3 separate regions of the Gossypium hirsutum genome follow, and all the other regions are linked to region 1. A link is a contact called in public Hi-C data. All regions are on one chromosome and are shown on one strand. The core of a region is the stretch at or near the end of the contact, and the rest is flanking DNA. Distances in the headings are between cores, read along the strand shown.

Region 1 (3,640 bases), core at 802-3,301:
ATAAGCTTACCAATAGGCGCTGCAAATTCGGACAGTGGCTTACAAGCTTGATAAGATCAGGACTTTGTATAGTAGCATAGCTCAGGTTCAGTGATGTTAATTTAGAGCAGACAGGGTAAATGGCAGGAAGGTAATCCGGGATCACATCCCAAAATCCAGACAAGCTCTTTAGTTCCTTGCAACTAGAAAGCACCCCGGCCAAATCTGAGTAGACATCTGGCCGTACATCAGCCGTGTAGGTACCAGTACCGAATTCAACCAGCTGCGGTGCATGACGTAAAATGTTGGCAATCTTATCCAGGGGCACCGCACGGTTGAGCCGAAGAGTCTTGAGGTTAGTACATCTATGCACCAGACGTTCCAACGCTGAAAAACTAGCTTCATCAGACCCTAAGCAAGAAATGTTAAGGGACACCAGTGATGTGTATGTTTCGGGAAAATGACTGAGCCAATGCGCACTCAAATCATCCACTTCACAGTCTCGCAAGTCCAGCTCTTTCAGATTCCTACATCAGCAAGCAGATTGATTTAGAGAAAATAAAAATGAAAGCTCAAATCAATTCTACCTGAGTTGAATCCAAGAACACCAATGTTGAACAAAATTAAAAGTTCATCACTGTCATTATCATTGAAAACGACTTGATTACAAGGCTAAAGTTACCTTTTTTATATACAATTGAACTTGCATCAAAAGAAAATTGAAGTAACATAAATCTTCACAGCTCTCTAATAAACCAAAAACAACCAAATAATTGTAGGATGATAAGAAAAAAAATAAACCATCAGAATCTTCAGTAATAGCTATGGAAAAATTATTCCCTCAATCCCCAACTCAGCAAAAAGTTTACCCAAAGACAAATATTATTGGTTTTATATAAACAACAAATCACGAGAAAAGGAATATAATTAAAGAGCATAAACAAGTCCACATTTCACATGAAGAAACCATCCAAAATAATGAAAACAATACTCAAAAACGAATCTGCTGATATCAAACAAAACAAGGTATCGAAGAGGTAAAAAAGAACATGTGATTTTCATTAGATATTCTTAAAAAGAACCCCCACTTGACCTCAGATCTGAGAAAAGCAAAAGCTGAAATAACTAAGACAACTAGAACACGAGACCAAACTCCTAAAAGTTCTTCACATCTTTGTTTTAAAAAAAAATAGTTCATGGGAATGAATAAAAACTAATTCAAGAAAAATGTAGCTAAAACCAAAAACAAATTGGGGAAAAGCTCTACTTTAACTCCCACAAAGATGAAAACTTCAACTCCTTTTCTCAGCTAAAAATGAAAACAAAAAAAAAATCCCGAAAAAGGAGAAAAGAATAAAGTTTCATCAAACTCACTTGCAGCTAGCAGCAATGGCAGCGAGACCATCAGTTGAAAACCCTTCACAAGAAGAAAGCACCAATACTTTGAAGTTCTTAAACGACTTAGCAATAAGCTCCAAGCTTTCGTCGGTAACGACCATCCTTTTAAGTCGAATCTCTTCGAGCCAAGGATAAGCTCCAGCCATCTCCGCGATCCAAGGAAACACGTAACCTCCCCATCCGTCCGGCACCAGATTGAAATCCGCAAAGTGCGGTTTCCCTTTCAACTCAATGGATCTAAACTCGGGGAAACGTCTGATCACCATCCTTGGGCTCACAGCGTAACAGTTCCCCACAAACACTTTCCTCCGACACCAACGCTCGATCTCGTACCACGATTTACACACCATCGACACCGCGTTCCGGTCTTTATCTGATTGTATGAACGAGAACACATGCTCTAGCACCTCGTCTGGGAACGAAAACGCCATTTTCTTATGCATTAATTAAACCTCGAATAAAAGGAAAAAAAAAACCACACACACAAAAAAAAATGAATGAAGGCTTTTGATAGGAAAGGATGAATTTTTTTATCTCGATTTTGGTCTTGGGTTTGGGTAGGATTTGCGTTTACTTAAGGTTTAGAGTTTGTTTTTTGAGATCTGAAACGCCATTAACGAAGCTTATAGGGGGAGCAGAGGCTGGGAGGAAGCTATTGAGAGAGAGAAAGAAAGTGAAGTCAAAGACAGACACAATGGACGAGAGAGGATAAGGATTTTTATTTTTGTGTTCGTAAGAATGGTTAGATTTTAACCATGGTTAAATTAGTCATGGGAAATAAAGGACAAGCGAGAGAATTTCAATTTTTTTTTTGTGGGTCTGCTTAGATACTGATGGGCGATTAGGAAAGTAACACGTAGTGATGGAGAGATGTGGGCCGTAGGATAGACGATGAGAGAGGTTCTTATCCGTCGACGACTAAGGGGAGCCGCATAAAACGGGTATATGGAAGAGATGTGGGGCAGTGGCACAGCAGTAGCAACGAGTTGGATATTTATAACTTTTTTCATATAATTTATAAATTTAATTTCATTTATCATTTGTATTACCTTTTGATTATACCTAAATTTTAAAAGTATATTTTTTTATTAAGTAGATTTACCATTTGTATTACATTTAAGTAGAAAATAAATATGAACAAGAACAATGCGAATTTAAGTAACAAATATACAAGTTCAAATTTGTTATGAATATTAAATTTAATTATTATTATTATCTATATTACCTAAATTCGTATAAAAACAAATAGGATGTCCACGTATAACCATCCTACATCAAGCACATGTTTAGCGAGATTTTGAATAAATATCGGAAGGAAAAAAGGAACGAGATATTGGAGGGGCTGATAAAGTGTGATGATGTGTAGGGAGAGAATGGTGGTGCAAGGAATCTCATGATTCACGTAGCAGGGCTGGATCTGAGGGGTCGGATATTGCGGGGACCGCAAGAAAGGGGTTAAAAATAAATAATGAGGAATGATCTGATGTGAAATCTTGTTGTCATGACATCACGGCAGTCCAATCATATACAATTGTTTGCATTCAAAATCATGCTATCATTGTCCCCGCGTACAACCCGCCCTATTTATTCATCTCCAACGGCCTTGATTCATTTCATCATTATTGATCAAGTATAAATAAAAATTATTTTCTTTTTATAATTTAGATTTCACATGTCTATAAAAGGGATGAGTCATGGAAAAACGAATGGAGTACGAACGGGTGCACCATGCACCTTGATCAAGACCGTCTGATCAGGTTAACCTTTTCACAGTGTACGGTCGAAATACACAGAACCCGGAAAAAAAAAAGCTTTCCAAGTAGTAATTAATAAATATTAATTTTTACTGCAAAGGGTAAAAAATAAAAAGAAAAGGTTAAAGAGTCCCCACAATTACAACCGGCTGCACGTACATGTCTTCAGAGAAAATAATTGACTCTTTAACTGGTTTTGTAAAATAACGAAAATACTCCTCATCTTACCAAACTATTCGCCCTCCCACTTCAATTGAACAAAAGGGTAGTTTTGTCAGTTGGCGAAAAGGACATGGATTTTGGGGTTGCACTGTCTTGGCATGGAGTCCCTTGAGCTGTCCCTTTTATGTAGAAAAAGCTGAGAGGTTAAAACTCAACGGCCCAGATCTAAAGTTGCTAAAAAGAAGAGATTTGAACCGTCGGATGGCTTCTTCAGATAAGCGTCCTTATCGATCGCAACTGTAAAAGCTTGTCTCTACCTAAAGTATATACAGTACATACATTATATA
Region 2 (3,666 bases), core at 695-3,194, 530 kb after region 1:
TTCTAAGTGTAGCTTTGCAGCTCAAGTAATTAGTCTTCCAAAAACATTACTTTATGAGCTAATAATGAATTGGATCCCTTGCATCTCAGGTTAATTATAAATGGATCATTATAGGGAACGGGAATAGATTTGGATAGGACCCTTTGCTCATATTTAATTTAGCAATTGATCCTTTCTCTTCTATATGTCTGCCATTGAGAGAGCTTTGCTTGATTAAAAGACCAGAAAGGTTCTGTTGCCATGTTGTTTTACCAGGGTGAAACGTTAACATTGACCAACTCATTAAACTTCCTGGAATTATTTTCTTTTTCCATTATTTGTTTGTTCTGTTTATTTGCTGAAGTGATTGAATGGTTTTATTTTAATGATAGAGTTGGACTCCAAGACCAAGGCAATGCTAAAATTGATTGAGGAAGATGCAGATTCTTTTGCAAAGCGTGCAGAAATGTATTACAAGAAACGTCCCGAGTTGATTAGCTTGGTTGAAGATTTCTACCGATCCCATCGTTTACTCGCTGAGCGGTATGATCAAATTAAGTTGGACCCTGGAAATCGCCTTGTAACAACATTGGGATCCCCGTTTTCTTCCATGAAGTACTGCCATTCAGAGAAGACGATCAACTTGATGGATAAACTCTATGATAGCAGCTCCGAGACCTTTGATTCTGAAGACTATGCTGAATCAGAAGTTGATGACCCTGAAAATGATGAAACTGGGGAGGAAGTCGAGGATCCCGAGCAGGAAGATAAATACGAAGCCGGTTTAGTAACTAAAGAAGGCCATGTTGTGAAGGAAGATGAATCTTCAAAGGTGTTCCGTGATGAATTGATGAAGTTAAGGGAAGAAATAGAGAAACTGAAAGAAGAGAACAAGGTTCAGAAGGCTCAATTAATTCAGAAAGATGAAGAGAAGAAAGAGGTGATTAGACAACTCAGTTATGCTGTCCAAGCGCTCAAGGATGAGAACATGGAGCTGAAGAAGAATATGGTTAAAAGACCATCCCCCAGTAAATGGAGTCCCTTTGAATTTAACAAAATAAAGGGAGGACTATTTGGGATGTTGTTGAATGGGTCCCCATTGTCTCGTTCTACTATCATTGCCCTGTAGTTTTAGTTAGGTTGCATTAAGGTAAGTAGCATATACATATACATATAGGAAAAGAGGGCAGTTCAAATTAGGAACTTAGAAGAATTGTCATACATGTGTTTACCTTCTGAGAAAATTTTTCAGTGTTTGCTATTCTTTCGTTCAATTGTTTCATTTGTGTACTTGTTTTCCCTTGTTACTTTTCTTTTTTTGTTTTTCCTTATTGTGACAGAGTTGAACTTAATGTAGTCTTTGTGCTAATAATAAAAGCATTTTTTGGTACCAAATCAGAGTTCATACTAATAATTTGAATTAAATATAATAGTCAACAACCATGATTAACAATATCAAAAATAAATATATAGAAAACATAAAAAGAAAAGAGTGAAGCTATAAGGAACAATGCCATCAGCAGAAATTCACACACCAGAAAGCTTCTGCAATATACTAAATACTAGCAAACCAAGAAACAATGTTGGTTTTAAAGCTCGAGCTGAAGTTGGATAAACCGAAGTGGATACCGGCAAAGGGCTGTTAGATGGTGAAAATGCGAAACCAGGAGCAGGGGCCACGATGTTATCCGGATTCGGGGGACTGGGGCTTGAAGGAATCGTGGGCATCGACGAATCAGTAGGAGAAGGTGGCACACCATTCGGAGTAGGGAACAAAGGCTCAATATCAGGGGGTAAACTTGGAGAAGAAGCAAGAGGTGCACTTGGAAGGAATGCCGGTGCAGCTGATATAGTTGAGTATTGTACATGTAAATATAGCTGAGATGATGAAGATAAGGGTAGTGAAGAAAAATAAGCCATTAAAAACATGAACAAGTTTCCCCATGGTGACCAAAGGGAAGCCATTGAAAATGAAGATAAATCGGTATGAGTTGTCCAAGTAAGGAAAATTTGAATGCATGAATGTATGAGAAGAATGGAGTTGTAGGTGTTTTTATGTGCAGATGAGGGAAGAAGTGTGATGGTGAAAAAGAGAGTGGGTGCTGCAAGTCAAAAGATGGTTGCTAACTTTAATGGTAAAATACAGCTCCATGGGTTGGCTACTAGACAATGTGGATAAGTTATTTTCTTCAAGGTCTACATCATGATATAGGGTTTCTTTTATCCTTTTCCTTTGATTTTTTTTCCTATGTTTCACCCGTGACCTTTTTTGAAATAGATAGCTAAAATTGTAAGACAATGTTGAGTCTTATTAAAGTATGTGTGGAATCATGGATATGACAATGGAATTGAAAATTCTTATATTATTTGGTTGGTAAAATCTTGCTATTAGTCCATTTAATTTACGAATTTTGTGAATTTTGTTCATGTTTAGTCCCTGTACTTTTTGAATTTTAAAATTTTAGTCCTTACCAAATGATAATTGCTAAATTCATTAAGTTGTGTTATGTTATTTTCCAAAATTTGATGTGTTAAACATATTATCATATGTGTAATGCCATGTCAAATGATTATTTTCAGATATTACTCGCTAAAAATCTAGTTAAATGATTAATGACTATCATTTACATTAAGATTGAAATTTCAATATTTGAAAATTATAGTCTTAAAATGATTCAATTGGAGAATATGGACTAAATATAAAATTGTGCACTTAATATAAGACTATTAATTGAATTGTTTGGGTTAGGACTAAAGTTTTGAAATTCGAAAAGTACAGAACTAAAATTGGCCATTTCAAAAAGTACAAGGACTAAAACTGATCAAATTAAAATATAAAGATTAAATCCATAATTTTCACTAAATATAAGGATCAACAGCAGAATTTAACCTAATTGGTTTAAGTAACTAAAAATGCTATAATTTTTTGTTGCCTAGAGTTCATTTTGTGCTTAATAACTTGGAGGAACATATCAATGGAAATAACTAGTTTCTATTTAGTTAAATTTGATGCTTAAATGCTTATAATCTTATGAACTAAGTATAATATTAAACTATGCAAGGCCATGATTAGAATAATTGTTATATGGTTTGAATCAAGGGGCTATTGTCTTGGAAAGAGAGAAAATCTTGAAGTTATATTTTTTACATTTTCAGTCCACCTTTTCTATAATAACATTTCATTATAATAATTAAGTTTTTAGTAGAATCAATTTTTTATGTTTTATTTTAATTTTTATAACAATTTTTTACTTGTAACAAAAATAGTTGCAATACTCCTTACCTGACTCGATCGTTAGGTTTGGGCAACAAGACATTACATTTGTTGCCAGAGCAATTACAATTAATTATACATTAAAATGATCATTCAAACATAAAAACATGCCATAAACACATTTACAATATGATACATAATCAAATTCAAGCCTTAATCGAGTTTATGAAAGCTTATTTGTTGACTCGAGCATGAAATATGACTAAATTGTAAAGTTGCAAAACTTCGAATTGATGTCGCAATGTGAGGGAGTTCCTCGTAGTGACGTGACATATTGACTTGGCCTTATTGTGACAATGGGGTTCCTTGTAATGTTGTGGCCTGAAGTCCTAAGCTCGTCACAACGATCATCTCCCGAAGTCGCGATGTAAACTCTATTTTTGGTACATTTTAGGCTATTTGGTACTTATTTT
Region 3 (3,713 bases), core at 64-2,563, 950 kb after region 1:
ACATGATCAAAGCTCAAGGAAACATTGATTTGTGCACTTGTAGACAAGAAGGGCGGGGTCCTAATTTGTACAGTCAGGTTAAAATGTCAAATACATGGGGGCCATTGTGATGTTAGAACTCGTAGACTTTAAAACCCATTTTGCTCAGTGAGAATGCTATCACATTATGGAAATTTGTAAAAGACATGCCGTATTTGATAAAATATTGGACGGTCATGATTGGTTAATGGGTCTTCATATTCACTTGCCAACTGAAACAACAGTCCATGTGGGGATTCATAAACAATTAAGCATCCTCCTGTGGTCCAGTCAGAGTTCATTGTTTTCACTAAAACATTGTCAGTATCCGGTCAAAGTATGCTTTAATATCTATCTATCTATATATATACACTTAGTAAGAATTTGTCAATCCATAAAACTTCATATTTTTTTCTAAAACAAATGTCTCACGTGAACACTTATATTTTGAATTAATTCTTTATATACAGCTAATATTTACGACTCTCAACAGCAGCAGACAAATAAGACTGCAGATGCCAAACGCAGTAGCCAATATTTAGGTCAAATTTTAGTTTTGATCTTTCTATTTTCCTCAAATTTTAGAATTGGTCTATTATACGCAAATCAGCGTCAATATTTTAAACCCGAACAGTTAATAATATTATTCGGATTAATTGATGATTAGGGCATCCCCAAAATGGTAAATAGTCCGGTCAAAATTTATAAAATTATAAATCTCTATATAATGGTAAAATTGGATTTTGGTCTTGCAAATTTTTTAATTCGATTTTGGACCCAAAGCAATTTTATGGCTTCGTTCCTTCTAACAAAATTATAAAAATAGGACCAAAAATCAAATTATAGGACTAAATCCAAAATTTTGAGCATAGTAGAGGGATCAAAATCAGCATTTGACCCAAAATTCATGAAGCAGATTTCATTTTTCTCCTCCTTGGTCGTTGGGGGCTGCCAAGTTATTATTCTATCATAGCCCCTTTTTAAAAGGTAGAAAATCCGTGTGGTCAACACTGCTTCTAGAATAGTTGGAATAAATACGTAAACATACATATATATATTCTTTTTGTTCTAGAAGGTGAATTAGCCAACGGATAATTGTTTTTTTCTTTTCAAACTCAAACACGCAAACGGTGGCGGAGGCGCCGCTGGCGGCAAAAGTTGCCCCACCTCTCCTTTTCTTTACAAATTCCTTTTATAGTAATATGTTATATCTATTATAAATAAACACTACGTATTGGGGACTCCAAAATAAGGTTATTACTTGTTTACTTGTTCTTTAGTATCGACAAGAAACATGGAGATTACAAATAAAGTTGCTGATGTCTCTTATTTCTTCCACTTAGAGACTACCGGCGATTCCGAAGCCGGTTACTTTGATCCCGCCATATCTGTTATCAACCATGATGAAGATGACAACGATGATGCCGAGTCATGCAGCTGTGATGATGCCACTACATCTGAATCTGATCTTCTTCATGTGGTTAATTATAGCTTAGATCACAAAGCAAATGTTGGCGATGATCATCACGAAGATGAGGAAGAGGATGGGGAGGTGGTGGACCAAAATGGGGTTCATTTGTGTAAGAAATGTATTAATGGAGTTGTGGTAAAACAAAACAAGAAAGCATCAGCTGTTTCTTTTGATTCAACCATGAATGAGATGGAAAAGAACAAGCTGTTCTGGGAAACCTGTCTAGCATCTTAGATGCTGTTCTTTTTCTGTTTTGTTTTTTTGTCCTTTCTTTCCCCCAATTCCCTGCAAATCAACCATATTTAGATAGAATAGGCAATGTTAGAGAACTTCGATTTCAAACACAAACACAAGTTCAGCCTCATTACTAAACCTTTGATTCAAACAATACTAACTTTATCGATTTACAGAAGCAAATCATGAACGAAGAGCAACAAAGTATTGTTTTACATAATGTAAGGATGAACCATCATCAGTCAGATAGCATTAGACAAGGACAGTGACAATCTAGATTGTCTATCATCTCCACATCCTTATGTGCTTGGCTCTTCCTTCCGACCGGAGTCCCTTCCATCACTAATTCTCGAGGCAAAAATTCTTTCAGGTAAGACAGTAACTGGACTTGAATGATCACTTTGTAATTCGTTAGCTGGTTCCTCCAAAAAGACTATTGGTGACCGTCTTATTATTCTCATCTAGTTGCCTCAAGAAGCATTCCTCTATTTCATCTAATGACTGAACTTCATCTTCGTCTCCGCTGTAGCTATTGTAAAGGGCATTATCGTATTCTGATGTTGGTCCTTTCAGCTCGCAGCTCGTTTCCATCTCTCGGTTACTATCAAACTCCTCATCGGTAGGGCCATTGCAAGAGTGAGACGACATTGGTGAACATCTCCCTCCTGTTGCGCTCTCTTCATGCTCCTGCAGTGTCCTCATGATCAAGGTCTTGAGCAAGTTCATTACTTGAACAGCATGCATCAGAGCCGTCAATGGATCAGACATCTACTCAAGAGAAAATCAAAATAAAAATCTTCATCTTAGTTCCCATGGCAGTTTGTAGTATTTGACAACAATTTTAAGTACATATCTCTGAATACTGATCCAACAAATGTCGTTATGCAAACTAGAAAATTTTGTTTGATACCTGAGTCATATTCGGAGCAAAAACCATTGCGATATTTCTCGCATTCATTTTGTTCGATTCCTCTTCCTCAACAACATCCGCCATAAGATCAACAGCCCAATTGAGCAATGCAGCTTCAGTTGGCTTTAGTTGCTTCACAAGATCGACAGATTCTTCTTCGGTATTGCATTGGAGAACCTGTTCAGGGGAAAGTCCATCTAGCACCCCTGCAGGAAGTTCCCGGAACCAAGCCTTTATAAGGCCAGCAAGACAATGGACGTCGATATTATCCGGCACTATGCCCCTATTGAGCTGATCTCTTACATGCTCCTCCTGGCTATTTTCGGGATTTATCCGGAAAATTCCTTCTGCCTACAAGATCAATTGAGCAGAAAACCATGATCATTCAATTGCATAGAGTTGAATTGAATAGTAGTTGACAATGTTTATAACTCCAAACCTTTAGCCCTCCTTGTAAATAAAGCCGCTCCTGCATTAGTAAGAGTATAGTGGGGACACTATTCCCTTTGGAATCGAACGAGCATTGCATTGATTCGGCTGAGACACCAAACACACTAGCACTGTAATGAATACAGTCAGTTGCAATTAAGGACCATAGTAATAGAACAGATAAAACGTCTATATGCAAAAGGTCCTAGTTCGAGCCTTGCCATAAGCTCACTTTACAGCAACCATGGTGCTGTAATTGAATAGGGAGATAAAACCCTGATTGGAGAAAAGACCGGACTTGGCTTGTAAACCGCAGAGGTACATCAAAAGAAGTTTCTTTGAAAACCCAAATTTCTTCATAGACAAGATTAGGTTGCAATAAATATTTTGCAACTAAAAACAGTCCAGAACATGGCATCATTTATTTGCTTCACCTATACAAGGCAGGGTCAGTAGCTACATTTATTGCACACTTCAGGTGCTGCAAGAAATAAACCTAATATAACCACAAATCCTAATACCCTAAAATAATACTAACATAGCCTCTATCACTCGATGAAATTCACTGCAATTCCACAAGGAACTCAAAGTCCAATTATTTTACTGCTTCTGGAAAAAGGAGTAGGACAAAATAAATAAGGTCTACATATT

Evidence for each region. Hi-C and Micro-C count contacts between places; a contact is called where the count stands out from the background.
Region 2: a Hi-C map of leaf shows a contact between it and region 1, with 4 times the contacts expected there. The contact joins the promoter of LOC107907678 here to the promoter of LOC107952252 in region 1. A contact is called at or near these places in 2 of 34 Hi-C or Micro-C datasets (both in leaf).
Region 3: a contact with region 1 is called in a Hi-C map of leaf, with 1.8 times the contacts expected there. The contact joins the promoter of LOC107952225 here to the promoter of LOC107952252 in region 1. A contact is called at or near these places in 2 of 34 Hi-C or Micro-C datasets (callus and leaf).

What each region holds. Positions count from the first base shown.
Region 1 is chrA08:15,015,420-15,019,059 of Gossypium_hirsutum_v2.1, reverse strand. It overlaps LOC107952252 (protein TRANSPORT INHIBITOR RESPONSE 1-like), which reads right to left and starts at 2,051. Exons shown (of 3, transcript NM_001327598.2): 1 at 1,354-2,051; 2 at 11-506. The coding sequence starts at 1,820.
Region 2 is chrA08:14,484,364-14,488,029 of Gossypium_hirsutum_v2.1, reverse strand. LOC107907678 (classical arabinogalactan protein 26) reads right to left here and starts at 1,944. Exons shown (of 1, transcript XM_016835014.2): 1 at 1,426-1,944. The coding sequence starts at 1,944. The coding sequence ends at 1,507. LOC107913224 (protein NETWORKED 3A) reads left to right here. Exons shown (of 3, transcript XM_016841747.2): 3 at 372-1,374. The coding sequence ends at 1,108.
Region 3 is chrA08:14,063,217-14,066,929 of Gossypium_hirsutum_v2.1, reverse strand. It overlaps LOC107952225, which reads left to right and starts at 1,313. Exons shown (of 1, transcript XM_016887499.2): 1 at 1,313-1,723. The coding sequence starts at 1,313. The coding sequence ends at 1,723. It overlaps LOC107952220 (rho GTPase-activating protein 2-like), which reads right to left. Exons shown (of 5, transcript XM_041075885.1): 2 at 3,073-3,193; 3 at 2,634-2,984; 4 at 2,159-2,491; 5 at 1,844-2,157. The coding sequence ends at 2,023. LOC107952233 reads left to right here. Exons shown (of 8, transcript XM_041075886.1): 8 at 1-227.